3 separate regions of the Zea mays genome follow, and regions 1 and 2 are each linked to region 3. The links are chromatin contacts, called in public Hi-C maps. All regions are on one chromosome and are shown on one strand. Each heading gives the region's core, a stretch centred on a gene start, on an enhancer-like site or on the middle of the called end of the contact. The rest is flanking DNA. Distances are from core to core; before and after follow the strand shown.

Evidence for each region. Hi-C and Micro-C count contacts between places; a contact is called where the count stands out from the background.
Region 1: a contact with region 3 is called in a Hi-C map of leaf, with 5 times the contacts expected there. The contact joins the promoter of LOC103634478 here to the promoter of LOC100383028 in region 3. A contact is called at or near these places in 5 of 25 Hi-C or Micro-C datasets (bundle sheath, ear, leaf and 1 more) and 1 of 3 datasets of contacts at active chromatin or transcription factors (seedling).
Region 2: a contact with region 3 is called in a Hi-C map of endosperm, with 2.3 times the contacts expected there. The contact joins the promoter of LOC100192870 here to the promoter of LOC100383028 in region 3. A contact is called at or near these places in 6 of 25 Hi-C or Micro-C datasets (ear, endosperm, leaf and 2 more) and 2 of 3 datasets of contacts at active chromatin or transcription factors (leaf and seedling).

Annotation. Positions count from the first base shown.
Region 1 is chr1:42,702,742-42,706,352 of Zm-B73-REFERENCE-NAM-5.0, reverse strand. It overlaps LOC103634478 (receptor-like protein kinase HERK 1), which reads right to left and starts at 1,442. Exons shown (of 1, transcript XM_008656103.4): 1 at 1-1,442. The coding sequence starts at 803.
Region 2 is chr1:42,667,011-42,670,506 of Zm-B73-REFERENCE-NAM-5.0, reverse strand. LOC100192870 reads left to right here and starts at 2,210. Exons shown (of 1, transcript NM_001138059.2): 1 at 2,210-3,496. The coding sequence starts at 2,273. The coding sequence ends at 3,244.
Region 3 is chr1:42,362,943-42,366,925 of Zm-B73-REFERENCE-NAM-5.0, reverse strand. It overlaps LOC100383028 (Ankyrin repeat-containing protein), which reads right to left and starts at 2,676. Exons shown (of 3, transcript NM_001349060.1): 1 at 2,517-2,676; 2 at 1,351-1,774; 3 at 1-1,253. The coding sequence starts at 1,738.

The sequences.
Region 1 (3,611 bases), core at 193-2,692, 340 kb before region 3:
TCGGGCGTCGCCAAGCCTGGCGTCCACCGGAGCTTCGACGGCGCCACATCCCTGTGCACCGTGACCGAACTGTCGACCAGGAAGGCTTCGTCGGGAAGCCACGTCCTTCCCAGCGTGTCGTTCCTGGGCGTGATCTTGGGAGAGCCCATGTTGACCCTGTTAACCGTCTCGAGCGCCTGCGTGGACAGCCCCGCGTAGCGGCCCATGGGGCTCACCGTCTGCGCCGTGTCCGCGAACAGGTCGTCGGGGTGCGACACGACCTCGATGGCGTTGACGAACGCCACCTTCCCCGCCGCCGCCGGCGCGAACGCGACCGCCAGCGTGCCGCCGGCGACGTTGACGGAGAACTCCCGGACCGCGGGCGTGCCGTTGGCGGGCGCGTACCCGTCGATGAGCAGCAGGCCCTGCGCGGACACGCTGAACTCGGCGTCCGCGGCGAGGTCGCCGGACCCGTACCGGAAGGGGAAGAAGTGGAGGCGCACGAAGTGGCGCCCGGGACTCTTGATCGCGAACGTGTACGAGGACGGCGCCGCGAAGACGCGCGCGGACCGGTACAGCGCCGCGTCGTCGGAGCCGCTGGCCGCCGACGCGCTGGCCTCGGAGCCCCGGGGCGCCGGCAGCACGGCCGCCGCGGGGAGGCCGTCGTCCCCGAGGAACGTCCTGCCGTCGACGGTGGCGTTCGCCGCCGTGCCGCAGAGCACGAGGTAGTCGTCCGCCGGGGTGAACGCGGCGGCCACCAGCGCGGGCAGCAGCAGCAGCACGACGGCGACCCGCAGGAGCGTGTCGAGGACGGCGCGAGCCATGGACGTGGCGGAAGGGAGTGGCTCTAGAAGCAGCTCATGGACCTGTCCCTGGAAGTGGAACAGAGACGTCGAGGGTTGCAGTTGCAGGCAGCATGAATCAAGGCCCCATGGGAGTCATGGTGGATGGTTGGTTACTTAGCACAGGACAGGAGCTGCTGCTGTTTGGCGGCGTGCTGAGAGTGAATCTGCGAACTGGCAGGACAGGGGCAGCAGCTAGTAGGTACCCTAAGAGCTGCCTACCCACAGGAACGCGGAACCGGTGCTCGGTGATTGGAGATTTGGTTAGCCATGGAGGTAATATTGGGGAGGGAGGTGGTGGAGCTTTTGGTTAGTGGGGAAAGCATATCACTGTCATTTTCCGAGGATCTGAGCTAGAGGATGGCTTTAGATATTTTACCAGGACCAGGAGCCTTTTTTTTTAATTCTGCCATTTTTTCGTGGTTTACAGGTCCCTCGGCCGCTTGTGCGCTTGCTCACGTCGACCTCAGCGAATTTCAATTCAGCAGCTACAAAATGGCAGGTGAAAACGAGGCATCGAGAAGAGCATACATACACATGCCTTTTCAGGGACCAAGGAATTCTCGTTTCTGCGGCAGAACGACGGCAAATTATTATTTCTATCTCTAGGCCTGGCTGGTGGCTGGTGGCTGGTGGTGGACTGGTGGTGGTGCTCTGCTTTCGCAGCTCGCGAGGTGGTGGTGGGAAGGACCGCGGAAGCCTCCAGCGGCCCGCGTCGTCCGCCCCGCGCAACCCGACCAGTCGTCACCAGAGTGCAGTGGGCATGGCAGGCGGTCGTCGTTGTCGTGCGCCCCACCACCAGACGAGATCATACGCTAGCTGCCGGTGCAGGGTGCACACGTTTCAGGTTCGTTAGATCCGTACTAGTAGATGGCACCGATGGAATTGGGGATTGATTGGCACACTGGATCGGACTCGGAACCGTATATCCATTAAAATTTGAGGGAAATAGCTAGTGGCTGCACCGCGATACTTTCTCTGTCCCTCACAGACACAAGTCTGTCTGATGACTGATGTAGCATACGCGGGCGGATGGCAGACGAGGCTGCTGGCGTGTTTCGCGTGCGCGCGGGGGGGAGGAGAAACAGAAACCGGCGTGTGGACTGGACACACGACGACACAAGGGCCGGGAAACATGGAGGATAAAGCGCGGCGGAAGGAGGCGTGAACGCCGCCAGCCACCAGTACGCGTCGCGTCGCGTCGGTGCCGCGAGAGGGACACGGCACGGGGCACCGTCTCGCCCTAGGAGGCCCTACGCCCACGCGAGTTGACCGGCGATGCATGGATGGCGAAGACTGTCGGGGTGTGCAGCTGGATGCAGGGGCGCGAGCGGAACGGTGACTGACGCGGCATCTCTCTTCCAATGAAGTATATCTGCGGAGGTTATGTTGCCGCTCGACTTCCACGAAGACAGACTTGGTCAATCTGACCATGACATGTGTGACCTCACTCTCTTTCTCTGTTACAACTAACGGAGCTACTAGTGTCGTTAGATTGTTTCAGACCTACAAACAATACAAGGGGCTTTAGGCAAGCAGGGTTGGCGGGCGGCGACTTACAAAAGTCCTTGAGGACTAATTTGGTGCTTATGGATCACGGGAGGATTCACGAGTAGCAATCTCCTTGTTATTCAATTTTGAATAGGAAGAGGATTTCTCCTCTGTGGATTCCTCGTGATCTCTGATCACCAAACCTGTCCTAAAGGGAGGTATTTCCATGGTCCAGATTTCATGTGTGCAATGAGAAAGAATCATGCATCCATTGCAAGCTGGGTTGATTAGAGGAGTGGCAAATGTTCTAAGGTTCGAGGGTGATAGCTGGGTCTCGTCTCTAAACATTTTGATGGCTGGCCAATCACACCCAGGGGGAGATCAAGAGCTTCTTCATGTCTTGGATTTGATTATAACGTCGGGATTGTGGAATGCCATCTAATTCAGGGCTTGTTCAGATTAAATAGGAGGAGATTTAATCTCCTTCGATCTTTGGAAAGAGCTGTGGGATGCTCTTGTTGGAAAGTTTGGAGTTACTGACGCTGGTAGCGAGCTGTATCTCATGGAGCAGCTGTATGACTACAAGATGGTTGAGAACCGATCTGTAGTGGAACAAGCTCATGAGTTTCAGGCACTAGCTAAGGAACTCGAACTTTTTCCTTGTCCTTTACCTGACAAGTTTGTGGCTGGCGGTATAATCGCCAAGTTGCCACCTTCTTGGAAGGACTTTGCTACCTCTCTCAAACATAAGAGACAAGAGTTCAATGTGGAAGAGCTCATTGGTACTCTTGATGTTGAGGAAAGAGCTAGAACTAAGGACAGTGGAAAAGGTGTTGAGACCTCTACTGCTAATGTGGTGCAGAAGAGAAACTTCCGCAAGTTTAACAAGAAGAAAAACCAGAACAAACCAGAGAATGCGAATAAACCTGTTCAAACAGCACAGTTTAAAAAGAAGAACAACAATAACAAGGGAAAGGGAGGATGCTTTGTCTGTGGCAGTGATCAACATTGGGCAAGAGAGTGCCCTGATCGCAAGTTCACTCAAGACAAGAAATCAGCTAATGTTGTAACCACTGAAACTGAAGGTGGAACATCTGGGTATGGTAATTCTTTACCATTTGTTCTTTCAATCTGTAATTCACCTGAGTGGTGGATGGACAGTGGTGCAAACATTCATGTGTGTGCTGATGCCTCTATGTTCAATTCCTACCAGGTCGGGAGGTCTGGCGCCTTGTTAATGGGAAATGGGTCGCGTGCTCATGTTCTTGGTGTTGGTACGGTCATTCTGAAGTTTACTTC
Region 2 (3,496 bases), core at 961-3,460, 300 kb before region 3:
CCACCAATCAACAGGACCGTTGGCTGCGGCCTGCCTCCTCCCTCCAGGTCCAGGCCTGGGTGCGCAGGAAACCACTCCCACTCCCAGCAGCAATTGTTGATGCATCAGAAACTGCCAGGCAAACTGAGCATATTTGCATGGGCAGGGGCATTTGTCAGTTCGTCTCCGGGTGTCTGCATCTCGTCTCCAGGCTTTCCTTTCCGCGTTTTGATTGCTTATCTGGTGGATGGAAGACGTAATTTTTTTTTGTTTGCATGGTTCAAGTGGATCGTTCGTGGTCTAACCACCGTTGCTACCACATGCAGATGGTTCAAGTCGACTCTGTGACGGGCGTCCACGACAGCACACCACGCCTTGCATACGGTCCCACGTGTGAGACTGGGCCAATCGACAGACTAATGTACGTCGGCCGAACCGAAGGATGCCAAGCCAATCATGGGCCTTGCCAAACCAATTGGGCCCAGTTAGCGAGCGACCGATCTGCTCGAAAGCCCATTAGCCCAACCTCTCGTAATGTGCAGTCCTCACTTTTTTTTTATTTGGTTCTTGCAATAGAATGAGCTGATTCATTCTTACCTTATTTTTTATAAGCTAATAATCGTGAGAAATAAGTTCTTTATATTAAAATTTATTGGATAAACTTATAATACATCATCTCATAAATTATAAAGATGAATCATAAGTAGGGATGAAAACGGTAATCCGAACTGTTAGAACAAATTTAATATTTTAAAATAGATATGCATAAAATTTAATGTTGATCTTTTCTTATGTTATCAAGCACATTAGTACAAATATGAATAAAATATTACACAAATTGTTTTATGTATTATTTTCTTCCTACAACACGAAACGTTGAAAAAATTACCGAATTTGTTTCCGAATCCATACCGAAGTTTATATCTATTATTTGAGAAAATATAGGATGAATTTGAGGTTTACCTTTTATGAATATTTACAAGCTGGATGTTAAAAACAAGAATACAAATTTGTATTGTAGATTATATATCCTATTTATTCGCAATAAAAGAAAAACGACTAAAAAACTGACTACCGAATAAATACCGTTTCCGACCGTTTTCATCCCTAATCATAAGTGACTCTACCAACTAAACACGCCTAGTGTAGAACCAAACACACCGGTAGTGTAGCAGAGCGCAGAGCCGTGTACGTAACTTTGTTCGTTTTCCTTGTCACGTCATGTTCACTGGGACTGGCATTGACCTGCAAATATGACAAGTGCAAGCGGACGCCGCACGTATATATATGCATACATTTTTGTCTTGGGCACAATGCCACTGTGACGTTGCATGGGAAAGTCAACCTCCTCTTTTAACCGTCTGCAGCGTCATCCTTTTATTTTTATATTTTTTTTTTGCCTTTGTTCTTTTTCCTCAGCTTTAGTTGACAGCAGAGAGATCACAGACGCTAAAAAAGAACGCAAAGGAACAAAAGAAGCTCTCTCACTCAGCCCGGCATCCCTTTTCTCTGCGCAAAGGTGTTCACCCTAGCTTTGTCAACCTACGCTTTTGTTTTTGTTTTTTTTAGTAAAACTCATTCGTGCTCCTCCCCGTCCCTCATCTTGCGAGGAGTAAAAAAAAAACCGGTAACAATCTCGTGTTCCCAGTAGTTCCTGCTGACTTTGATTCTGACACGACCTGTGAAAGAAGAAAGAAAAATGTGCAGCAGTGCCAAGTAAAAACAGCCAAGAACTCGTCATCCATCCCCCGCCAGTCCAGCCACTGACCCTCTCTCTTCATTCTCCAACCAAAATTTGAGGAGAGCCATGCAGGGGACACAGTACTGTTTGTGTGACTAATACAATCTCACAAGTACATAGACCTGGTTATAGCCTGCTTTGGTATTTGGTAATTGTGGTAGAATATGGGCGGCGTACACTATACTGTACAGTGTACAATAACCAGTGCATGACACAGAGCACAAGTCTCTCCACAGAGAAGCTGGAGCTGTACAGTGTACTGTGGAGTGAGGTGAGCACAAGACAAACCCTGGAATCATTCATCATCCAGCCACTGAGCCAGCCTCCAAGACAAGGGCCCACCTGCCTAGACCCACCACCACACACCCCCACCCATTCTGTTTTCTTGGATCCCTCCCTGCCACACTGCCGGTGCCGCTGCTACTGGCCAGTGGCCACTGCCATTGCTTGCCCTTGCCCATAAATTTTTTCAAACCCCTGACGCTGCCTCCCCACATCTTCTTCTTCTCCCCAAATTCGCCCGGCCCGTCGTCGGGAGCAAGGCAGCAAGCAATGTGCCCCAGAGCCACGGACCAGCTCTGCGGCGCCGCGATGGCTAGCGTGTGTTCGTTGGTGGAGGAGGAGTACATCGACCTGGATCTCAGTTCGTGCGGGGAGCTGGAGTTCCGGGTGCGCCGGAGCGGCGCGTCGGACGAGCTCCTCTGCCGCGGTAGTAGGCTGCAGCCGCCGGCGCCACCGAGGCCTGGCGGCAAGGCGCAGGAAGTTGACGTCGGCGGCGGCGGCGGATGTGGTGGCGCCGGCAGGAGGAGCGCCGCGACGGTGGCGCCGCTGCAGCACTCGCACTCCGCGGGGTTCCGCGACGACACGCAGCCCGTGGCGGCGAGGCTGCGCACCGAGTGCTCCCGCCGCAGGAAGGCGGCGCGGACGGTGCACGCGAAGCTGCTGGCGTCGCGGGCCTTCTTCCGGTCCTTGTTCGCCAGGACTACCCCGTGCTCCGACGAGCAATGCCGCGGCGCCGAGGTCCGGGCCAGCACCAGAGCGGCGCCACCACCCGGCGAGACGAAGAGCGACTGCTGCAAGGCGGCGTTTGCCCAGATCAATAACGGCTACGGCTACGGCTACCACAGCGGCAGGGCGGCGCCGACCACCCTGCGGAGCAGCATCGAGCAGGAGAAGCTGATGGACGAGGAGGAGCTCGCCGCCGCCGCCCGGCAGCGCAAGTCCTTCTCCGGCGTGATCAAGTGGCGGCACGCGGCAGCGGCGCCTCCCGCCGCGGCGCCGGCGAAGCCTCTGTCGTCGTCGTCCTCGGCGAGGAGGAGCTCCGGGGCTGGCGGCGGGCCGGCGCTGAAGCGGAGCAGCAGCGCCCGGTCGGAGTCGGAGGGGCTGATCCAGGGCGCCATCGCCTACTGCAAGCGCTCGCAGCAGCAGCTGGGGCTCGCCAGGAAGAGCGTCAGCGACGCCGGCGCCTCCGCGCCTTCCTGGCCGGCTCGATCGGCCGTAACAGCAGCAGCCTACTGCCACTAGCCGTGAGCCCCGTGACGTGTGCAAAAAAAAAAAAACAATGGATACCGAAAGCGAAGTGACCACCACCACATGAGCAGTAATGTGAAGTTTGTGCTGTCTTTTCCCGCATATATGCATCCAGACACGCGTGGGATTTCAACTCCAGTTTCTTCTTCTTCGTCCGTCAGTCAGTCATCGCGGCGATTCATTCACGTATGCATTTAGGTTTCGTAGATGTCGCCATCACTGCAAGTGTTAGCAACAAGAGAATAA
Region 3 (3,983 bases), core at 1,427-3,926:
CGACATGCCGGAGCAGGAGAAGGAGCGGGAGTGGGTGAGCGTGTTGCGCTTGATTGTGCGAATCCGCTTGGCCTCGATGCGGTGCGCGATCACCCAGTAGAGCATGGTGCCGATGGTGGTGACCAGGATGGTGGCGCCCATGATGGTGACGGACACGGCCAGCCAGCGCTCGGTGCGGCCCACAACGACGAACGAGAGCGCCAGGAAGGATACGCTGATGAGCACGCAGGCCACCCACATGAGCTTGTTGATCACCGCCATCATCTGCTTCTTGGCCTTGCGCTCGATGACCACGACCGACGTCTGCACCACCACCACGGCCAGCGAGATGAAGAGCGACACCGAGTCGAAGACGAAGAAGATGATGAAGGCCGTCTGGTGGGAGATGTTGGCCTCGCCCAGATCGTGCCCGGGCGCCAGGCTGCCCGGGTCCTGCACGTACTCCCCGGGCACCGTGAAGATGGCGGCGAACGCCACCGTGGCGATCAGCACGGCCACCACCGTCGTGGAGTTGATGGCGTTGTTGAGCCCTTCCTCGTGCAGCTTGTTGATGCGCTTGGCGATGCCCTGCATGCGCACGCGCGTCTGCCGCGTCTGCTCCAGCTGCGAGTGCACCTCGTGCTTGATGTCGCTCACCTGCTGCTTCAGCTCGCGCGCCTGCTTGTTGCCGCCGCCGCCGCCGCCGCAGGGGCTAATGGCGCGCGCCGACTGCACGCCGTGCTCAGCCAGGAGTTCCGCCGCGTCCGTGTTGCCCATCTTCTCCGCCGTGTCCAGCGGGGTCTCGCGGGACCGGTTGATCGCCCTGACGTCCGTGTCGGGCATCGTGACCAGCCGCCTGATGATCTCGTGCCGCGCCTTGCGCGCCGCGATGTGCAGCGCGGTGTTGCCCTTGCTGTCCGTCTGGTTGAGCAGCGCCGGCTCGGCGGCCAGGAGCGCGTCGACGAGGTCCAGCCTGGTGCCCTTGGCGGCCATGTGCAGCGCGGTCTGGCCCTTCTTGTCCGTGCGCAGCGCGATGCTGGGCTCCGCCTCCAGCAGCGCGCGCACCACCTCCACGTGGCCGTTCCGCGCCGCCGAGTGCAGCGCCGTCTTGCCGTTGCTGCGCGCGATCAGCGCCAGGCTCCCGTCCACCTCCAGCAGGAGCCTCACCACGTCCATGTGCCCCTGCGTCGCCGCCGTGTTCAGCGCCGTCGTGTTGGAGGAGTCCACCGTCATCGACAGCTGCGGCAGCGCCCGCAGCAGCTCCCTCACGACGTCTGTGCAGTGCATGATGGGTCATCGATCGAGAGGGGCAATGGCGACCATGCATGCATGCGTGCACGAGAAAGGAATGGAAAACCAATCAATCAATACCTACATCCCCTTGCTTGGCGGCGATGTGGAGCGCGTCGTAGCCGCTGCGGGCCTTGATGCCGGCGGTGGCGACGTCGTGGTACTTGATCATCTCGGCCACCAGGGCCACGTACCCGTACTCGGCGGCCACGAACAGCGGCGTCTCCCCGGCCTGGTTCTGCCTGGACAGCAGCGCCCCGAGCTCCTCGGCGTCCTTGCCGGACATCATCTGCCGCATGGACTCGAGCTGCCCGGCGCGCGCCGCCGCGTGCATCGCCGTGTCGTCGCGCTTCCCCGTCAGCTGCTTCGTCATCTTCTTGCGGCGCGTCGCCGCCTGCGCCGCCCTCGGCGAGTCCATCGCCGGCTGCGGCCTGTCCTCGCCGCTGGTTTGGTTCGTCTTCGCTTCCATCAAATCAAACTCGGGGGCACGGCGTCGCAGCAATGGCTGAAATGACAACCCACGTTACTCCATTAGCGCGTCTAGCGGCATTTTCTCCCGCCTTTTGCCTCCACTTGGCCAAATTACCTACTACATGGAGTAATTTTTTTTGCTTTTGGTTTCTCCCAAATCAGTGTAGCCCTGTCTCAAAAACAATAACTTTAGCTACCCAATCCCAGCTCAACGTGGAAATAAAATCTATGAACGGAAAAGGAGTGACGAAAAGGTCGACGAGGGGGAGGAAGTGTGAATGAATCAATTGTAAAAAGGAGGGCATGCAATGCAAGTGCGATACCCACACAAAAGCACGCCAATTTGCGTCAGAAAAACACACAAATAAATTGGGCTACTACAGATCTAGATAGCAAACTAAACGATCGCAACGACGCGGCTAAGCAACGCCCGTCGACCTCTCAATCATCGCCCCGTTCCCCTGACGACGCAAGGCAATGCGAAGCGATCACCGCGGAAAGCCGCCTCGATTCGTTCCACCTCAGACCTCCTCGGCACGAAAAGGCAGCGGGAAGCAAAAAATCAAGCAGCAATGGAACGCATGATGGGGATCCGTGATCCGCGTCCGAAATATAGAATCCGGCCGGGACGCCATGCATGCGTGCCCCCCCCCCCCCCCCCCCCCCGGCCCATCTCTCTCCGCGAACAGGAACTGGGCGGCGGCGGGCAGGGCAGGGCAGACAACGCACACATGGGTGGCTGCCGGAACCCCGCCAAAGAAAAAAAAAATACATACCGGCGTGACGAGCTCTGCGGCGCATCCTCCAGCGCGCTCCCGGCGTGCATGTGAGGCATGGGGCCCCTACTAATCCGCAGGGGGCAGAGGCGGATGATGCGAGGAAGAAGACAAGGGGCCGGGCTGGCCGATCGCCGCCGCTAAATAAATCGCAAGTTGAATGAGCAGGAATGGGATCGAAATTCTTGGTTCGTTTGTTTTTTTGCCCCCCTCTTTTGTCTGTTTTCTACTTGTTTTTTGAAGAAGGAAAAAAAAAGGATCTCTCTGTCTACTCGTTTTCTTCTGCCTAAATTAAGAAACGACCACGGAGCCGCGCGGGGGTGTCTGGTTCAGAGCTCGCTCGTGTTGAGACGAAGTTGGTGCATGATCGCTCGCTGCAGATGTTAGGTGGCGACCTGACTCTTGCTTCGATTTGTTTTACTACCTTGGTTTCTTCGGCTTCGGTCGTGCACTCGTGCTCATGCCATCGTTGCTCCTTCTTCTTCTTCTGGTATTTAATTTTGCTGCTCGTGTGCGTGCACGGTGCGCCTGTCTTTAAAATTTCTGTGGATGTCGTTTTCGTGTCCATCCCCGAGGAGGGAGCCGGTCCACGCATTCCTCTACCACGTCTTTCGATTGGGTGATGTCGGACGGAGCGGTTGTTTCGGAATATAATTTGGACGAGAGCTCAGCTCAGCTCAGCGCCGCAGAGGAGGAAAAGAAAGGTGGGCGGCGACCGTTGACGCGGCACGGGTCACGACTCACGAGTGCAGTGCAGCCTCACGCATTGACGCGGCTTCTGGCAGCTTCTGGCCAAAAAAACTGTTGCGGACTACCAAATGCTCAGATTTTCAGCCAGATTTTATAAAATTCGTTGGAGCAAAAACTATCCAAAATCAACATAAACACATAATCGGTTGAGTCGTTGTAACAGTAGGAATTCGTCGCTTTAGATCCTGAGTCCTATGAATAATTTTATCTTCCTCCACACGTAATCATAATAATATTCAGATTCTCCACACAGCCATATTCTCCACACAGAACTGAACCAAACAAAACCGATGATAGCAAACGAGATGAACGACCGAATATTATATATATTTATCGGCAATGACATGAAGTATTTGTTATTGTGTCTTTCTCTGAAGCAAAGTATTAGAAAGCCTGGGTCTGTACATGCAATATGCATAAACATACCACCACAAAAGCGTGTCCTTTTAGGTCTAGGAAGCTTTAATTTATTAATTTACAGGATCTGCATATGCGTCTTTAAATCTCCAAAGCGGAATCTCGTGCTGGTGGTGGCGCACTGAACGACCTCCATCATCATCTATCTATATCCGCCCCCGCGAGCTTACGTAGTCGCGAAGGAACGAAAGCGAGAGTACGTAGAGAGTACCATTATCGGTAACAAACTTGCAGCCACCACCTGCTACAGGCACAGCGTGGTGTTTTACCTACCTATCATCTTATTCGACCTGAGGCTTT